Regions from separate parts of the Sus scrofa genome. Here region 1 is linked to region 2. The links are chromatin contacts, called in public Hi-C maps. All regions are on one chromosome and are shown on one strand. The core of a region is the stretch at or near the end of the contact, and the rest is flanking DNA. Distances in the headings are between cores, read along the strand shown.

Region 1 (5,391 bases), core at 690-3,189, 320 kb before region 2:
TTATTTCCCTTGCATCCTGTCTCTTGATTTATTTTATTACTCTGCCTTGTTATACTACGTTTTGGCTTACTAGTATGTCATGGAGTTCCTGCTGTGGCACAATGGGATAGACAGTATCTCTGCAGCGCCAAGATGCAGGTTCAATCCCAAGCCCAGCACAGCATGTTAAAGGATCCAACATTGCTGCAGCTGCAGTGTAGGTGGCAACTGCAGCTCAGACCTGATACCTGGCCTGGGAACTCCACATGCCACAGGGAGGCCAAATAAGAACAAAAATAGTATCTCATGGACCAAATAATTTCCTAACACTGATCGGTATCCTGGGCTTTGTTTTCTCAATCACAGGCCTCTGTCTCTCGCTTTCTTCTTTGGGAGGACAAGCCGAGATATAGTGGAATTAACTTTGGATTCATAACCAAAAGCCCTGAATTCAAAACCTGGCATATATGACTTCAGGCAAGGCTTTCTAATCTCTCTGCACCCTGATTTTCTCATTTGCAAAACAGGAAAAATAATATCTACCTCACAGGATTGCCTTGAAGATTAAAAAAGGAGAATGCAGATATTACAAGATAACAGTACATAATAATTCTAAAATGCTAATGTGTGTATTTTAAATTAGTTTTTTTCACCTTCTGAAGCGCTTCTGTTTATGTAGCCTTCTCCATTTAAGCTTCTAGGCCATTCTGTGCTCATTAACTCAGGGAAGAAAATGTCAGAGCAAAAAAAAAAAAAAACAAATGGGAATCTTTCTTGCTTTGGTTTCCAAAAGTCTAAAGCTCTTAGGGGAACACTGAGAGCACTGAACATGGCCAGAATGAGTGGGAACAAGGGGTTTGAAGAGAGATTCTCCCTCAGGTGAACAGAAAATCCACTTTTTGAAGGGGAGGTGAGGGTGGGAAGGAGGAGAGACACTGGGGGTATGATAGACCTAGAGATGCAGCAGGGACCAGAGAGAGGGGCCTTATGTCCTGCTTTCTGGGCAAAGTCTTGTAGAGCAGAAAGGACACAACTGGCAGATTCCTGTTTCCCTGTGTGGCCCAGAAATGGTGCTGGGCCGGAAGGCATCATGAAGCTTGGGTGAGGGACATGTCAGTGATGATCAGTGAGGATTGCAGCCTACAGGCCAAACAAGGTGACGGCGATTTCATCTGACAGCTGCATGGATACATGACAGCAGGGACCAGATACATGCCCCACCCCCCATGATTCTCCATAAACACCCAGAACCAAGAGGCATTCCCTAAAAACAGGATGAAGACTTTAAATTAGCTGAGGTGGCACTCCTGCTGCAGCTCAGTGGTAATGAACCCGACTAGTATGCATGAGGACGTGGGTTTGAGCCCTGACATTGCTCAGTGGGTTGAGTTGCTGTGAGCTGTGGTCACAGATGAGGCTCTGATCCTGCGTTGCTGTGGCTGTGGCATAGGCTGACTGCTGCAACTCTGATTCGATCCCTTAGCCTGGGAACCTCCATATGCTGCAGATGCGGCCCTAAAAAGACAATAAATAAATAAGTAATAAATTAGCTGAGATTACATTTTTACCACTCTGGTTGAATAGGGCCAAGAATGAAGTTCAGTTATAAATTTTTTTTTTTTCATTTTGTTTATAACTGTGTGGTAGATTCAGAGCCGTAACTACTACTGTAGGAAGCATCTAGCCTGTGACTATAGGCAGATAGGTCTCAGAGGTCTCAAACCTTTACCAAACATCCAAGGAGCCAGTGAACCTAAAAGGTAATGAATTTTGTGGCCAGGCCAGGTCCTGGGGAAATTTATGGTCCAAACATTTTCCTGTTTCTGGGTCAGGAAATGATAGCACACAGATGGAATTTACAATGGGAGCCTGAATGGAGTGGCCCCACCCAGGCAGCTCAGCAAAAAGCCCCTTTCACTGGGTCTATTCAGTTATAATGAGTGCTCCCCAGGCTCTCCTGGCTGGCCGCTTTTTCTTTTTCCTCGACTGCTTTCACTTTTTCACAGAGGGCTGCCTCGCATGTAGTCCACTTGGGACCGGGGTGAGCCCTGATTTGGCAGGAGAAAGGAAGAAGTACACAGCGGCCTACAAAATTGAATTGCTCTGCCTCCCTGGCCCCTTTCCTTGAATAATGTCTTTGTGCTTTGAAATGTAGGGAAGTTCCAGTTTCTCAGGCTTAAGAAAAAAAAAAACAAAAAACAAAAAACCAACCCCCCCCCCAGATGTTCATCTAACCTCTCCCGCCTTGAGATGCTTAGCAGGAAGTAGTTAAGGGGAAGAACAATTATTAAATTATATGTTTCTTTAAGTTTTATAAATCGCCAGGATAGCTGATTTCTAAACAAATATATTTGATGCATTCCTTCAGATGGACAAAAACACTGGCTCAATTAAAAATCCAGTTTTAAAAAAATCATGTGGGACAAATTGCTACACTAAAAAAGAAAAACAAAACCCTGTTTTTGACTCTAGCCAGTGACCCACTTTCATGAAATATTTGACAGAGCAAAATTGCATTGTCAGAGAGGAGTTCAGACAGCCTTTGGAATCTGTTGAAATGGGTTTTTGATAATAGGCATGATTTAGGTCATCTCTGTTTTACTTTCCTGAATTTTATTCTACTTTTTTGAAGATGAATGCTAATAGCATCACATTATTTTTTGAAAATCCTGAAAGCAAATTATATTGAAAAATCATTATCATCATTTAGATCCCCATATGTTTCAATGGTTTATGTATTTAATATTCATTTCACCATAAAAGATATGATTTCACTGTTTATTTTTGAATTTTGTAGAATGTGGCAGAAAGTGTAAAACATTCTCTAATCAAGAACTGTTATTTATCTCTTTGGCTGGGTTGTTGGAGGCCATGCTATGGAACTAAATTTGGATTAAGAGGTTGTAGTTTGCCCCTCCAGCAGCCATTCCCCTTCTTTCTGTTTCCAGCCCAGATTTGCGTTTTCTCCTTTCCGCTACAGATCTCTGCAAGGCTCCATTCTTAGCTCCAGGCCAATCAAGTTAGCAAATCCTTTCTCTCACCCAGCTTGGGGACGAGGGGTGGGGGGTGGGGGGATGGAGGGGGAGTGGGGGTTGGGAAGGGCATAGACTTTGGTTTCATAGCCAATGAAATGCAGCCAGGACTTTTCTGGCATTGGTGGGAGAAAGAGGCAGGTGCCCTCCTCCCACTGATGTTAAAGTCTGGGAGAAGGTGGAGCTGGGAATTCCCATTGTGGCTCAGTGTAACCAACCCGACTAGTATCCATGAGGACTTGGGTTCGATCCCTGGCCTCGGTCAGTGGGTGGGTTGCCATGAGCCGTGGTGTAGGTTGCAGACTTGGCTTGGATCCTGCTTTGTGGTTGTGGGGTAGGCTGGCAGCTTCAGCTTAGATTGAACCCCTAAGCTGCGAATGGATTATGTGGCTGGTGTGTCTCTAAAAAGACAAAAAAAAAAAAACAACTTTCTCTTCAGTTTGGCACCCTGAAGAGAAAGCCTGAAGCTGTTGCGGAGGCTGGGGGCTTTTGAAGAGCCTGAGGATGAATGAAGCCAACCCCACTGAAGGCAGAGCTAAGAAATGGAGAAAAACCCAGTCTCAATGACATCAGTTGAGTCTTGTGACTGAGGCCATCCCTGCCACTAGAATGTCTAATTGTTCCACTCAAAAAATCTCTTTAGTGCTTATGCCACTTTGGGTTGGGTTTTCTGTTCTTTTTTGTTTTTGTTTGTTTGTTTTTTGTTTTCTAGGGTCATACCTGAGGCACATGGAGGTTCCCAGGCTAAGGGTCTAATTGGAACTACAACTGCCAGCCTATGCCACAGCCACAGCAATACCAGATCTGAGCTGTGTCTGTGACCTACACCACAGCTCACAGAAATGCTGGATCTTTAACCTACTGAGCAAGGCCAAGGATCAAACCCACAACCTCATGGTTCCTAGTGGGATTCATTTCCGCTGCACCGTGACGGGAACTCCTGTTTTGTTTTTTTTAAGGCTGCACCTGCAGCTTATGGAAGTTCCCAGGCTGGGGTCAAATTGGAGCTGCACATGCTGGCCTATGCCACAGCCACAGCAATGCCAGATCCTAACCCACTGAGCAAGGCCAGGGATCAAACCTGCATCCTTATGGATACTAGTCAGGTTTGTTACCACTGAACCATGATGAGAACAAGGGGTTTTCTGTTTTTTTTAATTTTTTAAAATTTTTAATTGTATTTTATTTTTTTGCCTTTATTTATTTATTTTTTTTAAGGGCCGCCCCCGTGGCATATGGAGGTTCCCAGGCTAGGGGTCTAATTGTAGCTACAGCTGCTGGCCTACACACAGCCATAGCAACGCAGGATCCACAACCCACTGAGCAAGGCCAGGGGTGGAACCCACAAGCTCTTGGTTCCTGGTTGGATTCGTTTCCACTGCGCCACAAGAACTCCCAGTTTTCTGTTTTTAAAAGCAGTCATGTCAAGGCAGGTCTAGAGTCCAAAGGAACTGGATATTAGCCAAGATAAGGCTCCAGATGCTGGGAATGAGGCTGGAGTCTAGTCATCAGAACTGGGCTCCAATGCCACCATAGTCCCTCTGCTCCTGTTGCCTAGTTCCTGCCTAGTTCCTACCTGATTCAATGCTGGTTTCCATGGAGGTGCTGGAGCAGCTTATGTCCTGCCATTTCAGGTCAGGTCTGTCTGGGGAACGAGGAGCAGAACTGGATTTGGAGGTGGGGAGTCACGTCCCTTCAGCTGGAGAGGGAAAGGGGAGGCTGGATACATATTGTGAGGGGCTATAGTAAGACAGAAAGTTGGCTGTATTGCATCTCTTTCATCATATGGACCCTTTTTTTCTCTCCTGCTCTGTATGCAGAGATTGTGTCTTTACTTTGGGTCTCTGCTCCGAACATCTTCCCACCCTCTTGTGCTCTGCCCAACTTCCTCAAATGGGTTAGACATCTCTCCTCAGTATTCCCATAAGCTCTTTTTGTACCAAATGTTATATTTTTCACATTATATCTTCATTCATTTATTAGTAACTATTATTGAGTGCCTGCCACGTAACAGTGTTGTTCCAGACACTAAGATACAACAGTAAACAAGACAAAAATCCCTGCCTTCAAGGAATTATATTCTAATGGGTGGAGACAGACAATAAAATAAGCAAATTGTAAGCTTTTAAAAAGTGGATATGTGCAAAGGGGAAACAATAGGGAAAGAGGATAACTTTTAATGGACTGGTGAGGGAAGACTTCATTGAGAAGGTGGTGTTTGAGTAGATTTGAAGATGAATGAACAAGCCATGTGGCTGTTGGAGGAAAATACTCTCCAGGTGAATGGAATAGCAAGTGTAAATGCCCTCAGGTGGGCACTTCATGTGTCAGAGGAATGGCAAGGCAGCCAGTGTGGGTGAAGTGGAGTAAGCTCCAAGGA
Region 2 (5,260 bases), core at 622-3,121:
ATGGCTGTGGCTGTGGCCGGCAACTGCACCTCCTATTCGACCCCTAGCCCGGGAACTTCCATATGCCACAGGTGCAACTGTAAAAATAAGAAAAGGGGGAGCGGGGCACAAAAAAAGAATGCTAGGGAGAAGCCAGTAATGAACCTGACTTTCCTTCTTGTGCTTAGAACGCCTGGAAATGAAAGAGCCTCAGCTAGGAGCCCTCTGCCCTTGAGCACATAGAGATATCCCCATTTTACAACTTAGGAAAAGAAACAAGGCCTTGGGATGGCTGTGACTGGTCCAGGATTTAATAGATGGCTGAGAGTGGGGCTGGGTCCAGCCCCTAAGGTCATTTATTTGCAAGGATGCTGTGATGTGCAGGCAGGATACAAGACTCCTCATTTCCACCCCAGAGATACTCCCAGACCGTAAATGCAGGAGCTCCTGTGTGAAATGTCACATCCTCTGCCGTAACTACCAGATGAAAAGAGAACATGTGAGTTTTCAAATCTGTTGCCTGATATACATAACACCAGTCACATCATGGGGATTTTCCTCTGATTTGACTAATGTCACCTTTTTCCTTATTGTAAATAGGCCTGCCTCTCACCACATTACCTGAAGGCAGAGCCTTAGCTGTTTTCTTAAAGCACCTATTTTTCCATTGGGAAACGGCTGATGAGTTCACATTTAGGGAAGCTCACACCCCAGTCATCCAGCCCCAAATCTGAGCCTTGACGCAGAACCAAATGGAAAAACACTCCCCCGCCACCTCCCCCATCTGGTGCCCTGCATGTCTCAGGCCCCCTCCACATGCATCTAGGCCCGCCCACGGTCATGGTCACAGCATTGGCATTCTCTTCCTGACTCCTGCCTGTGTTAGTTCACTATATATTGCTGTATTTGCTTACATGCTGGAAAGTAACTGTTAAAATGTGAAACTGTAATTTTTAAAAAGGCTACAACTAAATTATAGCCAATGCCACTCACCAAATCTTTGCACCTAGTAGATAGATCAATGTAAAAAACAAATACCAGAAACCTAACTGTACAGTGAGTGTGGGGGAAATGTAGTAACCTAGTTAGTAGTCCTCAATATAACCAATTGTACGAGGAGAAGTGGTGTTTACCTACTTGTCCATCACCATTCCTGAAAGCTGTACTGATCAGTTCATTGATAACGGGCAATTTTTATTTTTATTTTTATTTTTTGCTTCACAGAATGATTTCTTAACCTTCAATTTACCCTGAGGTCAAGCCTTTTGTCTTTATGTGTAATTGGTGTTCAGTCTACTTTAGAAATGAGCCAGCAAGATGTTCATTTAAAACTGACCAAAGACAATTCGTTCCTGGTCTAGTTTCCTGGGCCTGGGGCCCAGCCTCCAGCCGCCAAGGACCTTTCTTGGATAAAATTAAGAACAAGCCACACTCCTTACCCCACTTCCCCTCTCTCCCTTTAGTCCTTTTTCCTCTTAAAGAGCTGCTCTGAGCTGTGGGATTCTGTGAAAAAAATTCTTGCCTTTCCTTGTTTTCAGTGCTAACGATTTCTCACCTTGAAGCGCCTTTTGAACCCCGGACGGAGCGCACGCACAGCTGGAGGGAATTGTCAGCTTGGGAATTAGACTGGGGAGTCTCTTCTCTGAGGTCCCCGGGGCCCAGGGACAGGAGAGACACGTATTCCCAAGGGAGGAAAGGTTCCTGTGAACAGATCTGAGTGCGAAGAGACGCGGGGAAGTGGAGCTGTTCCCTCTGCTGCCCGCCGAACCAGCAGTTCAGCATCCGCCTTATAAACGCTCCAGAGCCGGGTGATGGTGCCCAGGGGGGCAGCCAGCGCGGGGCAGGGCCTCGCGTGGGGCTGGCTTCTCCGTCGGAGGCCCTCGGAGCGCCTGGTCGGGGTGTTTCTCTCTTGTTCGGGAAGCACGAAGGCAGAGGACTTCCTGGGACCTGGTGGTGACTTAGCGCTGAGCGCGCGCACACGGCCAACAGAAAACCACGCGGACTCATGTAATGGTTCTTCCAGTCTCTCTCTTCCTAACTTTTCACACATTCAGACGGTTCCACACTAGAGCAAACGCCTCATCCTCCTGAGAAACCCAGAAAGAGAAAAGGCTGGCTCCCAGCTGTGTCGGGGGCCCTGCCGGGCCCTGGGAGGGGGGTCGGGGAGGAAAAGGGCAGGGCAGGGTGAGCCAGGTGCTGTAAGATGATTTTCTGCTGTGCAGAGCTAATGCTGACGTTTCCTGTCAACCGCCCCGGTTCTCTGGGGCCCCGCTCCTCTGAGCAGCGTGTAGAGAATTCCCCACAAACCCAGTGCTGCCGGGGAGCTGGGAGAAGGGACTTGGCTGTCAGGTCGGAGGCCTCCTGGCCAGCGATCGGCTGTCCCATCCTCTGGGACCGGCCGAATGGCCCGCGCTGCCCCTTGCTGACACCTCCTTTCTGGGTTAACTGCCCCAGGCCAACGACAGCCTTGAACCAGAACAGCCAGAGTGCACTTTGCTTTCCTCAGATGGAAGGAGTTTCTGGCCAGAGTCTCTGCCCAGGTTCTAGTTCCCGGCAGTGTGACTGTTTACATGGTTTGGCATTCGGTTTGGTTCTGATTGCTTCAGAGTGGCTGGTCTATTTCATTTTCTTTGGTTTCCTTCCTCCCCAAACTGTGTCAGGAAAAACAAATTGAAACCACCCTAGGAAATTGCTGGTTGCCTGTCCCCATGTGACGAGATGTGTTGCCCTTTCCCAGACATCCTTTCTCTACCTTACACCCCAGCGCCCGTCCTGTAGCGTCTGGCTGGATCCTCTGTCGCGTGTTCTGATGGTGCCTGCTGGTTTGACGTGGAGCTATCCTGTGAAATAAAACAGCTTAACTTTTCTCAAACGTGCTCCGGTGGCTTTTTGGAAAGGGGAGGTGGCCTGTCGGGGATGGGGAGGTCCTGGAGGAGGGGAGTGTTCTACCCTCCATCCACAGTCTGTGTGCTTCCCCCAGGAAGCATCTCTGAAATGTCCTTTAGCTCAGATCCAACAGGATGAAGGCCAAGGTTCCAAGGAGGAGCATGTCCACGACGAGCTAAATGAAGGAGGTAAGTGGGGGGTGCCCGCTGGTAAAGCAAGAACTGGGTCTGTCATGGCAAAGGCAAGGGAAAGGGGAGCCATCATCTTCAGAGATCACCTTCGGGAGAGTGCTCATCCAAGGCCACAGGATACCAATTTCCAATGTGACGGCATATGAACCATTTTAGCACCTGTTGTCTACATTTTAGCACCTGTTGTCACATATACAGTCCCTAGGAATTTTTCTGTATGCGTGCGTATGTGTGTGTGTGATGTGTTCGTTGACACATATTTCTGTCCTAGGCACTAGATGAAGCCCTTTACATGCATTTTCTCATCAAATTCTCAAAATGGCTATTAAAGGTAAGTACCTTTTTCAAACCTCATTCTGCAGAGAAGTAAGCTGAGGCTCTGAGAGGCTAAGTGGCTTGCCAAGGTTAAGCTAGGAAGAGAAGGAGTCAGAATCTGAGCCCATCCATATATCCCCCATCTTACCCCACAAGGGGCTTATTTGCTTTCTAATGTGGAGATCAATGGCCTATGCACGGAGCCAATGCACAGACCTTCTTTAGAGGCAGCTGACAGAGTCCTGTAATCTATGGGACAAGAGTTTCCTTCTTCACATGCCTGTTCTTTTAACTGAACATAGACCAGTTCTCCTAGGTCTTTGATGCCCTGATAAATAGCTTGGCCCTTTCTGCTTTCTTTCATGCTGTTGAGAAATGCATACATCAGGATTCAGAGACCCAACTCAGACTGTCTGAAATGAAAAGGAATAATTCTGCCCCATCTGAACAAAAAGGAAAATGAGATTCAGGCAGGACTGAATCTAGGTGTTCCAACAATGTCACAAGCTTCTGTCCCTCCACCCCTAGCTTTGCTCTCCTTCATGTCGTCTACATTCCTAGGCTGGCTCTTTCCACATGACAGCAAAAGTGACACAAAGGGATTCCAAGCTTACATCCTAGCTCTTAACTACACATGTAGAAAAAAAAAAGGTGTATCTGTTTCCCAATAGATGAGTAAAAGTCTCAGATTTTCTCTGGCCTAGCTTAAGTCACAGGTTTACCATGGGCCAATCACTGAGCTAGAGGCTGGGGTCAGCCTTGCCTGAACACTTGGTGGGAAGTAAGATAAGAGTGGCTCCCCCACAGGAAGAGATGGATTCTATCTGTGACTGAGAAAATGATGCTGGTCAGGCAAGTCCCGGGAGTGTAACAAGGGCACCACCCTCCAGGGGGAGCTCTTGAGAAATGAAGTCAGAGCAGGATCTTGGATCTTTTTGTCACCCCTCCCCCAGGTCCACAGACAGACTCAATGCAGGATGACATCCCCGCTTCTAGGTAAATGCTTTGTCTTCCCACAGCACCCATTGCCAAAGAGGAGTACAGCCACCTCGTGGACGTGAATGAGGACTCCAAGCTCAGACTGCCTGGGTTTAAATCTTGGTCTCCCCTCCCTACCAGCCGAGAAGTCTCGGGAAAGTTCTCTATAGCTCTGCCCCTCAGTTTCCTCACCTCTAAAGCAGAGATAGTAACAGTACCTGCCTTGGAGGCTTGTCATGAGAAGTAGGTCAGTTAGTACATAGGAGGTGCTTGGGACAGTACCTGGCACAGGGAGAACCCTCAATAAATGTAGCTGCTACGTTGACGATCTTGCCTTTTGGAGAGTCCTAATTCCAGCGACCCCTGTCCCAAAGCCAAATTTCTCCTTTTCCCCAGTGGGCCTTGGAACCTTTGTGTATGTATATACATTCGTATTAAGCACTTACTATATACCAGGCACAGTTCTAAGCAGCTTATGTGGACTGTGTCATTCTCTTCAACAGAGGAACCATAAGGTATGAACTATTACTAGCTCCATCAAGTTCAGTAATTTTCCCAAGATCACGGTTGATAAGCGGTAAACTTGAATAACCTGTGGAAGAGGTGAACTCAAAACACAGATGGTTGGCTCCACCCTCACCACTACCCCTGCTCCCTGCCCCCACATTAATTTCTTTGTTTCCAACATGCTGAGCCTAGGCCTCCATTCCAGTGATGGGGAACACATAGGCACCCAAGTCTGCACAGACCCACCAAGAGAGAGGCTTCTGGTGACCATCCCTTCCTGGCTCCCAGATACACAGACACTACTTAGACAAGTGGCTGCAGGAGGGCAGGGACGGGGCTGAATTTGACTTTTTTGTGCCCTTATAGGCCCTTCACAGGCCTTTTAGTGAAAGGTAAATTAAATA

Evidence for each region. Hi-C and Micro-C count contacts between places; a contact is called where the count stands out from the background.
Region 1: a Hi-C map of adipose tissue shows a contact between it and region 2, with 6 times the contacts expected there. The contact joins two enhancer-like sites. A contact is called at or near these places in 1 of 5 promoter capture datasets (liver), 29 of 47 Hi-C or Micro-C datasets (adipocytes, adipose tissue, alveolar macrophages and 17 more) and 2 of 2 datasets of contacts at active chromatin or transcription factors (alveolar macrophages and skeletal muscle).

What each region holds. Positions count from the first base shown.
Region 1 is chr13:65,688,324-65,693,714 of Sscrofa11.1, reverse strand. All of the region lies in intron 2 of SRGAP3 (SLIT-ROBO Rho GTPase-activating protein 3), which reads left to right. Among named protein-coding and RNA genes, the nearest start is that of THUMPD3, 30 kb to the left of the region's middle. Within about 2 kb of position 1,939, at least 23 of the 83 cell types and tissues checked have an H3K27ac peak or open chromatin away from gene starts, as enhancers often do. A contact at or near this core is called in adipose tissue and subcutaneous adipose tissue, where this site is marked.
Region 2 is chr13:65,365,187-65,370,446 of Sscrofa11.1, reverse strand. It overlaps SRGAP3 (SLIT-ROBO Rho GTPase-activating protein 3), which reads left to right. Exons shown (of 25, transcript XM_021071097.1): 25 at 1-2,851. Among named protein-coding and RNA genes, the nearest start is that of RAD18, 8.7 kb to the right of the region's middle. Within about 2 kb of position 1,871, at least 9 of the 83 cell types and tissues checked have an H3K27ac peak or open chromatin away from gene starts, as enhancers often do. A contact at or near this core is called in adipose tissue and subcutaneous adipose tissue, where this site is marked.